Linked DNA regions of Gasterosteus aculeatus: region 1 is linked to region 2. The links are chromatin contacts, called in public Hi-C maps. All regions are on one chromosome and are shown on one strand. The core of a region is the stretch at or near the end of the contact, and the rest is flanking DNA. Distances in the headings are between cores, read along the strand shown. Region 1 holds the start of mafa (MAF bZIP transcription factor a). Region 2 has its middle 83 kb from the start of mafa.

Region 1 (5,330 bases), core at 2,667-5,166, 82 kb after region 2:
GAGAGACACTCACACACACACACACACTCACAGACACACACACACACTAATCGCTGGTCCCATCCAACAATACAATTAACATGACGTTATTATATAAAACTGTATTGTGGTTCAACGGATGAGTATGTCACTTGTAGAGCAAATTATTTTATATAATACATTATTCCATCCTATTATGATTTGGGTGCAAATATTTTTGGAATGAGAATTAAGTTTGTTAAGAATTGTATTTGTTGCCTGAATGACAATAAATAATATTTCATGTTAGTTTTTAACATCATTGTGTAAAGGATTCTTAATTAGTTGGATGTTTCTTTTAATCAAAAAGTAAACCTGTGTCAGACAAAAGTGTGTTACCACAATCGTTGTGTGAACATCTATGTTTGGAGTTTCATCAACTCCGTAAAACCGGAGCGAACTGCACTCCATCCTAAAATCCCTTATTAAAAAAATGAGGTTTCTGATTTGTTCAGGGAGATGCTTTTTTAAAATACTGTTGTAAAAAACACAAGGATGCCAACAGATGCACGTGTCAATATAAAGTGCAATAATTCCCATCTTGGTTTGATTCTAGTTGCATTATGTTCCAATCACAAAAAAAAAAAAATTGAAGACAGGTGAAAAAAAAAGTGAGAAACGTATTGATGACAATTACATACATTTATTGCATATCATTTAATTGTATGAAATAAAAAGAACGAGCACATATGAACATCACATATGGTTAGTGAGTGAAATAATTTTGCACAGCAAAATCTCTATATATACTATATATAATATGAAGTATTAATTAACATATTTTCAAGATTTATTGGCGAATGGTACTCTCTCATTTTTTACATGCAGGGTGTCAATCCCTGACGAGCTAAACAATGTCCAGACATTATTCATTATAATAATTGTTATTGCTTTGCAAATATTGAGTTCGTTTAGCACAAAACAACAGTCTCTCCTCAACTGTTAATAAAGCATCAAAATGGTACGATCAAGTCGTAAAAGAATGTGTGACGTGGAGAGCAATAACTTTTTCCTTAACTTACACATGTTTTTAGTGCTTCTCAGTCCAAAATATAGCAGGACGCTTAGGACACGCATTTTCCAGAAAGCATGGTAATTTACTTTGTCTTCTCCAATAAACCCTTTTCGAAATGTGTGACCAGCTTTCACACTTGTGTTTGAAGCACATGCTGCAAAGGCGTTGTTTGTGAACTGCTCAATTGCACCAATTGGAGCCTTGCCAGTTGATCTAAAACTATTTGCCAACACTTGCGTGCAACAATCTCATCAATAATTATCATATTGAGCTGCACGATTCAACCTGTAGCACTTTCCATTTTGCAACGTTGCAACTTTGTACTTAAATTAAGCGTGAAAAAAATGGTTTAAATGTTGTCAAATACAGAGAGGAATACCTTTTTAAATAACAATATAGACAATAGGCATCAGACTAAATTTCCAGGAAAGGGGATCGGTGATTTCCTTTCGTGAAGTCTTTTTTTTTTTTTTTTTTTTTCCTCTCGCACCAGGATCCCCGCTGACCGACTTCCTGATGGTGCGCTCGGGGATCCACTGCAGCCTAATGCCAGCCGGTGGTGCTGCACTTCAACACAGCTGAAATGCTCCTGAATGAGGGGGGGAGTGGGGAGGAGTGGGGGGGGGGGAGTCTTGTCACTTTTTTGTTTCTGTTCCAAAAAAGTGAGTGGGTCATAAAATGAAAGTTATGAATGCCATGCTGGAGGTCATCCGACGAGAAGAACATCTTCAAGCGGAGAAAGAAAGAAAAAAGTAAAAAAAAAAAAAAGAAAAGAACCATACATGTCCAGCATGCAGGGAAGTTCGATGAGACATATGTTTAAAAACACTGAACAGTTTGTAATGAGAAGAGTCTCTTTGTGCTCAAAACAAAGGCAAGCATGAGATGAGGTGGCGTCAAACAGCAGGCTCGCAATCCTCCAAGTTTGGCAGACAAAAATACAAAAAAAGGTTTAAAAAAAAAGTAAAAACATAAACGAATCGTTGATGGATGCAGTTTGACATGAAGCTGTACAGCGAATCTGCACACTGGAGTATACTCAGTGCTCGCATGCCCACTTCGTATACTGCAGCATCAAGTTGGATCAACTGTCAAAAATCAGATTTCACTTGAACACTGCAAATCTAATGAACGATGATGGAAGAAAAAATAGACAAACAGGCTATGCGTGATATACCGAACAAAACGTAGATGAAAGTTGTCCTACTATGCCTCCAAAATTAAACCACGGAGGACGAAGCCCTACAAATCGTAAAACAGTCGCAGACGATTAAAAAGGTATCAAATAAAAAAAAAAAGTAAAAAGTTGACAAATTAGTTCTCGGTCTAGTAGTTTTTTTTTCGCCAAATGAACAAAAAAAAGTTTCATGAAAACTTTAGTAAGTGGGAGATGAGTAACCTCGGATTTTCTCATCTGATTTTTTATTATTTTTTTTCACGATTATGTCGAGACTCACATGAAAAACTCCGGGGATGAAGGGTTGTTGTCACTGCTCGATCCATTTTCTCTGAAGCCGTTGCTGATGAGCTTCTCATACTTTTCTTTGTACGCGTCCCTTTCCCGCACCAGCCTGGAGATCTCCTGCTTTAGGTGATCGACCTGCTGGATGAGATGCGTCTTCTCCCCCTCCAGGACGTGCCGCTGCTGGACCCGCTTGTACCGGCACGACTGCGCGTAGCCTCTGTTCTTTAGGGTCCTCCTCTTCTGTTTCAATCGGATCACCTCTTCCTTGCTGACCCCCCGCAGCTGCCGGTTCAGCTCCCGCACCGACATCGAGACCAGCTGGTCGTCTGAGAACCGGTCGTCCAGGCGCATGTGCGGGTGGACCGTCCCAGAGGTGCCGTTGGACTGGACGCCGGCCGCCTGGTGGTGGCTGTTGCCGTGGTGGTGGTGGTGGTGGTGGTGGTGCTGCCCTCCGTTCTGAGCGGCCGCCGCGGCGATGACCGCCGACACCACCGCCGCGGCGGAGCCCATCTCCTCCCCGGCCATGGCGCCTCCTGCCCCGGCGGCGCCGGCAAACTGCGGGCCCCTGGCGTAGCCATCGAACGACTGGAGTTGGTGGCTGCTGTTGATCAGCGCCTCGACCGCGTCTTCGGGGCTGAAGCCCAGCGCCTCTGGATTCAACTGCTGCTGGTAACCGGACATCCAGTAGAAATCCTCTATGTGCGTCTTCTGCTCGCTCCCCGAGCCCGGACTGGGCGCCGAGAAGCTTGGGGACGGGGGCACCGAGCTGCACGGCGTGCTCATCGGGGTGGAAGACAAGGATCCCCCGGCGATGAGGCGACTGCACTGGCTGATGTTGCGATCGGGCTCCACCGGCTCCTTTTTCACTTCAAACTTCATCAGATCGAAGTCATTAACATATTCCATGGCCAGGGGACTGGTGGGCAGGTCGGAGTTGCTCATTGCCAGCTCTGATGCCATCCTCTTGCTGCTGACAGTCCTCCAAGTGGGGTGCAGAGAAGCTGTCAAACTGGGTTGGTTGGGAAGTACGTGAGCCAGTTTTGATTTTTAAGCGTTTTGTTTTGAGTCAAAAAAAAAAAGGAGAAGAAGAAAAAATAAAGAGGTTTTTCAGCGTCCTTTTTGCAGCAGCCGCGGACTTGCCGGCGCGTCAAAGTAGTTTTTCTTTGCAGAGTCTACTGCGCGGACACGCCAGTGCCGCGCGCGCGAGTAGCGGGCTCCGTTCTCAGCATTTGGAATTCGGCGGTTTTGTATTTCAAACATTTAACACTTTACGGGTGTTCTTCGTTTAATACATTGCGGGAGAAGAGAGAGAGAGAGAGAGAGAAAAAAAACAGGCGCGAGGGTGCGGAGGAGGAAGGGAGGAGGGGGGAGGGAGCGAATGCAGCCTCGCGGTGCGCGGCGCTCACTGGCAGGGGCGACGTTTTCGAGGGGATCACACGAGCAGATGAGTTTAAGAGCGCCGGAGCCGCCCTGACGTCAGGCTGGGAAGAGGAAATTGACTCGGACGAAGAGCCAATAGGCGCTCGCACTCGCAGCGCTAATTAACATATTAGTGGCCCCACGGAAAGCCAACTTTTCGCAACTGTCAAATGCCATCAGCTGACTGTCAGCTGGGACTCTTAACTCCTCGACCACTGCTTGAGTCGCCTCTTCTTCTTCTTCTTCTTCTTCTTCTTCTTCTTCTTCTTCTTCTTCTTCTTCTTCTTCTTCTGCTTCTTCGCACTTGGTCCGAGTTCGGAGTCGGTTGAGAAGCTGGCGTGCAGTGAAGTCATTAACATGAGAGTATTCGTGCAGGTCGTGGCGAGAAGACGAGAACACACCTATTAATACAGATTGGTGGTTGAATAGATTTATGCACGTGCCCTTTTAAAAAAAAATCCACCGTGTATCATAATTACTCACCTTTCATTGAATAGGGAGACTGCGGCTGTTATCTCTGTAACGTTTATGTCATGCAATAAATGTGCTATCTTTATGGCGGCATGAAGCTTTTCTCTCTCCAAGAAAAATCCCTTCAATGTATTTGCGACATGTCATATTTTAGTTAGTAGTATTTTTTGCAATGTTTGACGATGTTCACCGGTGACTTTCGAGACAATTGGCCCAAAAATATGGAAGGAGTATTGAGGAGATTCTTCGTGCCTCTACGTACAATTATAAAACTCAACACTGCCACCTTTTGGACAAAACAGTGCAAAGGCTTCCGCTTTCAATCACGGCAAGAGTCCACACAATACCCAAACAAAGGAACACAACTGTTATCAAAGGATGAAGAAAATATTTGTTGACAAAAAAAAAACATGAATACATTCAAACGTATCTTTTATTTATTCATTGGATGGAAAACAATATTTAAGAATGTCAAAGGAGTTACGTAAGAAAGTGGAAATAATTGCCATGAACCCAGTGTTTCATCCAAACTCATATGTCCCACTGCCATAAAACACTTTATCTAAGCACTGGCCCAGGCGTTGCAGTGCAGTCATATACACCACTTGTACATTGCACTTTATTTGAGTTCAGAGGTCATCTACTTTTAATTGACTCATGTACAACAGTAACTGGGTATTTCCAAGAAACTGTTTGTGGCGTACAGGTACAGCACAGTGTGTGAATGTGACTTGTGAGGGAGTCCCTGATGTTGAGCAGCCTTTTGGTACTTCATTTCAGCTTGCTTCTTATACTTTAGTCTGGATTCATCAACAAAGATGACTTTAGTTTGAGATCCCTGTATTAGAGGCTAAATGTAATTAACAGATGACATGGCAGCTCACTCATTCAATTTAAATACAATTTTTTTCGGAAACTATACTGCGGCTGGATCTTGTTTGC
Region 2 (5,311 bases), core at 2,280-4,779:
GTCATGTTTATGTTGTAGTTGGAACAGACTATAACCACCAAATGCTTCCATCTTTACGTTAACCTGGATTAAAATGTCCAAGGACATAGAAACAACAACGTGGGATCTTTTCCTCTGTAAAACGTTTTGTACATTGCCAAAGGACACGTCTTGTGCCCTTGGTAGTTGGCGGTGTACTGGACCGAAAAAGTCATTTGTTTTGTTTATTTTGTAAGGAAATGCAGTTTTGTGCTTATGTAAGTGAGTTTTTAGACAAATATGTCCCCCAACCTGGCTTTCTCACAGGAATACCACAGCTGTGCTGTTAAAAAATAGATGGTTGGAATAATCACTAAGCAAGAATAATGTGTAGAGGCACAGCTCCAAATCTTTTTAAGCAACAGTGTTTGTTCTGAGGAAGAGAGACAAACACATCCATAGATTTAGTTAAAAAAACGTTTTTTTTCAGATTTAGTTTCAAATAATGTGATGAGCGTTTCCTGTTGTGATCAAGTATCCATGTGTTTCAGGAGGAATGAAGCTTGTTGTTTGCATGTATATCTATATCATCAAAGACAACGCTCCACAGGTGTAAGAAGACAGAAAAAGAAATGCGCATGTATCCAAGTACAAAACCTTCAAGAAAAGTTAGTTTTTTAGTGAAAGCAGTGACAGATATTCTTACCACTTGAAGCCAGCCATACTGAACTGACTCTATTTGCCCTGTTCAGACCTGGCAATAATAACATAAGCATGTTTGCTGTAATGCAATACACAACTTAGAAGAGAGACCTCCAATTAATTGTCTTACAGTAGAGAAATTAATGAGTTACTTTTAATTCGCAAAACCGAACCAAATGTTTTCTTTGTGCTTTGTTTTTAACTTAATTTGTATTGTGGTTTTATTCATGTCACGTATATGTATTTAATGGCTGTTTTCAACGACGTGTGCTGCTGCCTTCTTGGCCAGGTCGCCCTTGGAAATGAGATCTCGATCTCAATGGGACTTTTACCTGGTTAAATAAATAAATAAAATAAAAATGTGATACGAGGTTACTTTCTGTAACGTCAAGTTCGAGTGCAAGGTAGAATATTGGCAAAACCACTGGCATGGCCCCTTTTTGAAGAGACAAACCTCGAGATGCTAATCAGTACTGACGGGATTTTCGCGTCAGAGTCCGGAGCATTAAACTGTTGATTCTTCCAGAGCTCTCTGCGTTATCTCCTTCTCCCTGGTGGGAGGAGACATGCTCCATGGGAAGGGCTATCATCACGGGCTGGTGTGAAATCAGATTCTCCTATCAAAGCCCCTGACCTCACTGTTATACGATATAAAGTGAAAGTTAACCGGGATCAGTGCCTGGGGACAGTGTCTGCCTTTGTCGAGGGAATATGATGTTTCACCGCGTTCCAAGACTTCTCTCCTATCGGACCTGTGCATGTGTGAACGTGCACGAAACACACACACGTAAAAGTTGCACCAGCCTGGAAAGTAGATTTTTCAGTTTTTGCAGAATACACGCACATCTCTGAGCCTTTTTGTTTCATTTTCAGGTAATAAATTCTTCCATCCATCCCATCTCAACTCAATATACCTTCCTCTTATGCTAAATGCTTGCCAAAGAAATGAGATGAAGAGTAAGGCTAATTTTTTCATGATTTAACTTTAAAATAAATGTCTGACGTTGTAAATCATGGTTTTTGAACTTAATGAACCTTATGCAAGTTAACAAAGTTTAAGCATATACTTACTACCATTTTTCCTTCTAAAACTTGTTTTCTGAAGTTTTTACTTTGTTCGTAACACATTTACATTGTATTCGGCCCATAGGAAATGTGCCTTGTTATATGACAAGGCACAATTGTCATTTTTTGTTTGCACAATTTGTTTAGTCTACATTTCTGGTAGAGTGTGTTAGACTGACATTTCTTTTTCAGGATGTACCTTATTTTACTTTGCTATTGTTCAGTAAATATTGCAATGTATGCAATGAAGGTTATCACCAAACATTTAGGAAAACAATGTTTTGGTTTCCTCTTTCAACTTTTACAGAGTGCAGCTGTAACTTTTAGTAGCGGTGTTAAAGGACTCAATGCCTATATATATATATATATATATATATATATATATATATATATATATATATATCTTCTGGGGAGGAATTGTACATGCACAGTTCTGTATAAAGGTTAATGAAATTACACAGAGGGCTGGTACAACAGCTGCAGGTGTGCGCTCTCACACATGGGCACACTTAGCAGATACAGCGGGAAAGAGGACAGGCTGAGTTCTTTGGTTGCTAAATTAACTCCTACAATTGCATTTACAGATAGCAAAGTCTGCATATTTCATTTTATCCTTGCAGCAATAAGATCAACTAGATTGAGAGCAGGTAATATGCAGAGACGGTTTACCAAACACATAGTCGTATTGAGTTAGACAAAGCAAACAGTAATAAATAAGCCGGCTGTGTGTATTGTGACATTTTCCTTGCTGCAGAAGGTCAAAGGGCACATAGTGATGACTACGTCTGCGCCCTATTGGGAAAGAGTGAACTGAGGATTAGGAGGAGCCAAAATACAAAAACAGCAGGACAAAGATATTAAGTTTCACTGTCTTCAGTCTGTTCTCTATTCTTAAAGCTGTTTACAACGATGTCTGATCCCTGGGAACAGATGGTCGTCTTCCCCTCCATTTGCTCATGCATGTTCAAACCTTCCTCCATTTAGTTAATCCCTACAGTGTATTTGTACATTTGTTTTCCTTGTTGACTGTTTACTGTGTGCAATCTTAGCAGGTGGAAGATTAGGTAACAAGTTGGACAAGTCACGACTGAAGCAGATGACGAGCTGAAAAAACGACCAGATGAAAGGGGAGTGTGCTGAAAGTGAAAACAAATGAAATGGAGTTGGATGGATGGATGAAGTTAGAGACGGGGAGGGCTGGAGGGATACAGGCAGTGTTCTAATGACTTCACACCCCATTAGCCACTTAGTCTGATGCGTCACACCTCATTATGCCGCTGGAGCAGCAGTGCATGAACGCGTGAAACCGTCCACTCAGCCGGACCTGTCCACCCGCTCCAAGCTCTCACTCACTCACAGCAATTAGTATGTGTGTTTGAGTTTCTGTGTTGTTTGCATGCCTGCGTGTGGGTGTAAATGGTTAATTTCAATTACCCCAAGCCCAATGAAGACCTTCTCAACAGAGATATCACTGTGTGGCATTTCAACACAAGTTCACCATGGCTACACCGCAGCTTCAAGCTGGAAATGCCGTGAAGAGGCCACTGCAGCTCTTTCTTTGTCAGCCTACACAGAGGAGGAGGGCTGAGTAGCGTGCTTCAGAAGGCTCTCCTTAATCACTTTCCCTAGAACACGCGAGTGCACATGCACACGCTCTGAACCTCAAAGAATGCGCGCACACACACACACACACACACACAGACAAGGATAAGGCAATAGGAGAAAAGAGAGGTCTCCCCATGCCATTCCCTGCACGGGCAGCCCCAGTTGGCAGAGTGTGAAGTGTCCCTCTCCAAGGCAGGGCCTGCTAACTCAAATCCCTGGCCAGCAGCCACACTCCTCTCCATTACAGACACTGGGCCCATTTATCCCACTGCAGCAACCGCCAACCCCCCCCCCCTCTCCCCCCATCCCCAGCGCACTGCCCACCCTGGGGGGAATGCCACATAATGGCTCTGTAGCCCCTGCAACTGACATGTCTATTCAGTTAATGTTTATTGTTTTCCTCCGAGTGGTTTGTTGATGTTCAACATGATATGAAGTAGAGTAGATAATTGTTTCATTGCGCCAAGCTTTGTATAATTCATGGATCAGAGACAAATATTCATATTTAATCTGAGTAGTTTACTGTTTCCAGCCAAGTTAGACTGTGTTAATTTCAAGGAGATGGAGGAGCTGCTTTATTATGCAATTTACCTCTGACTGGCATTTCATTATGAAGTTAAACACTTGGAATGTTTTTAGTCTTTCAGGCTTAAATGATCTTTTCCTTCCGCTTCTCATCATCCACGTGTTTGCCCCATGCCAAATCACGCGCTTTACTCTGTATACGTGTTTGTTTTTTTTGCTCGCTAGCTGGGGCTGTCCCCTGACCTTCAGCAGCACACCGATAGATAATGTAATCATGGTCAGGGAGTCGCTGCTGTCAAACGTGTCTCCTCCCTGTGATGAACGCACGCTGCGTGAGCATGTCAAACATCACACACCTGAACACCTGTCTGTTTCTGTCTCAGACCCCATCTCCCTCCCGTAATAAAGGACATGCGAAGAAAAGGACAAACCGGGGATGGGGTGCTTCAAAAAAACACCACGAAAGGAGGCAAAACCTCTGTGAGGGATCTCAGCATAGAGCGGATGACGACTCTCAATAATTGCATTGTTAATTTACTAAAGTGGATTTTTTTTTATTACAAAAGCTTTTATCAGTGTGTTTCTCGCATGTTGTGCTACTTTAAGTTACCACAATTTGTCAGTTACCCAGCCTGTCTGACTGGCAGCTGTGCCAGTGGCCACAGCGTGCAGTGTGTCGGCCCCTGCGGTGTCCTGTTACTGGGTCACGGAGGCCTTGCTGCGACGCTGTGCACTGCAGACAGGGGGTGGCCTTTGGTGTCACATTCTTCTGTGACCTCCCACTTGCACCCCCCTCCCCCCCCTCCTCTCTTTACATCTCCTCATCTTAGCCCACCATCCTCTGGGAAGAAACAGGGGTAACTTCAGGGGTACCAGCTGATGGACCTGGAATTCACCCAAATCATGCCGGGGTAAGAGTTTAGAGTGAGCGGATTGATTGCGATATTTGTTCCATTGCGTGTGTGTGTGTGTGTGTGTGTGTGTGTGTGTGTGTGTGTGTGCGTGCGGTTTTTCTTACTTACGAGTGGAAAAGATTAACGGAGTGAATCAGTGGTATCAGGCTCTGTCATACCCAGATATGCTTTACACGGACAGGCTGTGACTTTTTGAACTTAATTCTCGCTGCTGGGAGGAACCGGTGTCAACAGCCAGGTGATGAACATCGCCCTGTCCAGATGCAAAGAAGAAATATTACTATTTATTTTGAAGACAGGGGCGCGTGGAGGAGGGGTGATAAAACCTACTTTGGTCAAATATTCCCATTAGCCCGCTCGGTTCATTATTCCCTCCACTGCATCCATTTGCCGACACCAACCCGCTCCCTCCCTCCCTCCCCCTCTCCACCTCCTCTTCCTCATTCTTTCTCACATTTCGTCTTCTCTTTTGGACAGAGGTGCGGGTGAGATCATAATTATGTTTTGACACACGGCGTTGGCCCCCAGAGCGCACAGATTTT

The links. Hi-C and Micro-C count contacts between places; a contact is called where the count stands out from the background.
Region 1: a Hi-C map of skeletal muscle shows a contact between it and region 2, with 2.8 times the contacts expected there. The contact joins the promoter of mafa here to the enhancer-like site in region 2. A contact is called at or near these places in 2 of 6 Hi-C or Micro-C datasets (skeletal muscle and tail fin).

What each region holds. Positions count from the first base shown.
Region 1 is chr12:14,033,764-14,039,093 of fGasAcu3.hap1.1, forward strand. mafa (MAF bZIP transcription factor a) reads right to left here and starts at 3,917. Exons shown (of 3, transcript XM_040161385.2): 1 at 2,491-3,917. The coding sequence starts at 3,458.
Region 2 is chr12:13,952,047-13,957,357 of fGasAcu3.hap1.1, forward strand. No RefSeq gene overlaps it. Among protein-coding and RNA genes, the nearest start is that of mafa, 83 kb to the right of the region's middle. Within about 2 kb of position 3,530, at least 5 of the 9 cell types and tissues checked have open chromatin away from gene starts, as enhancers often do.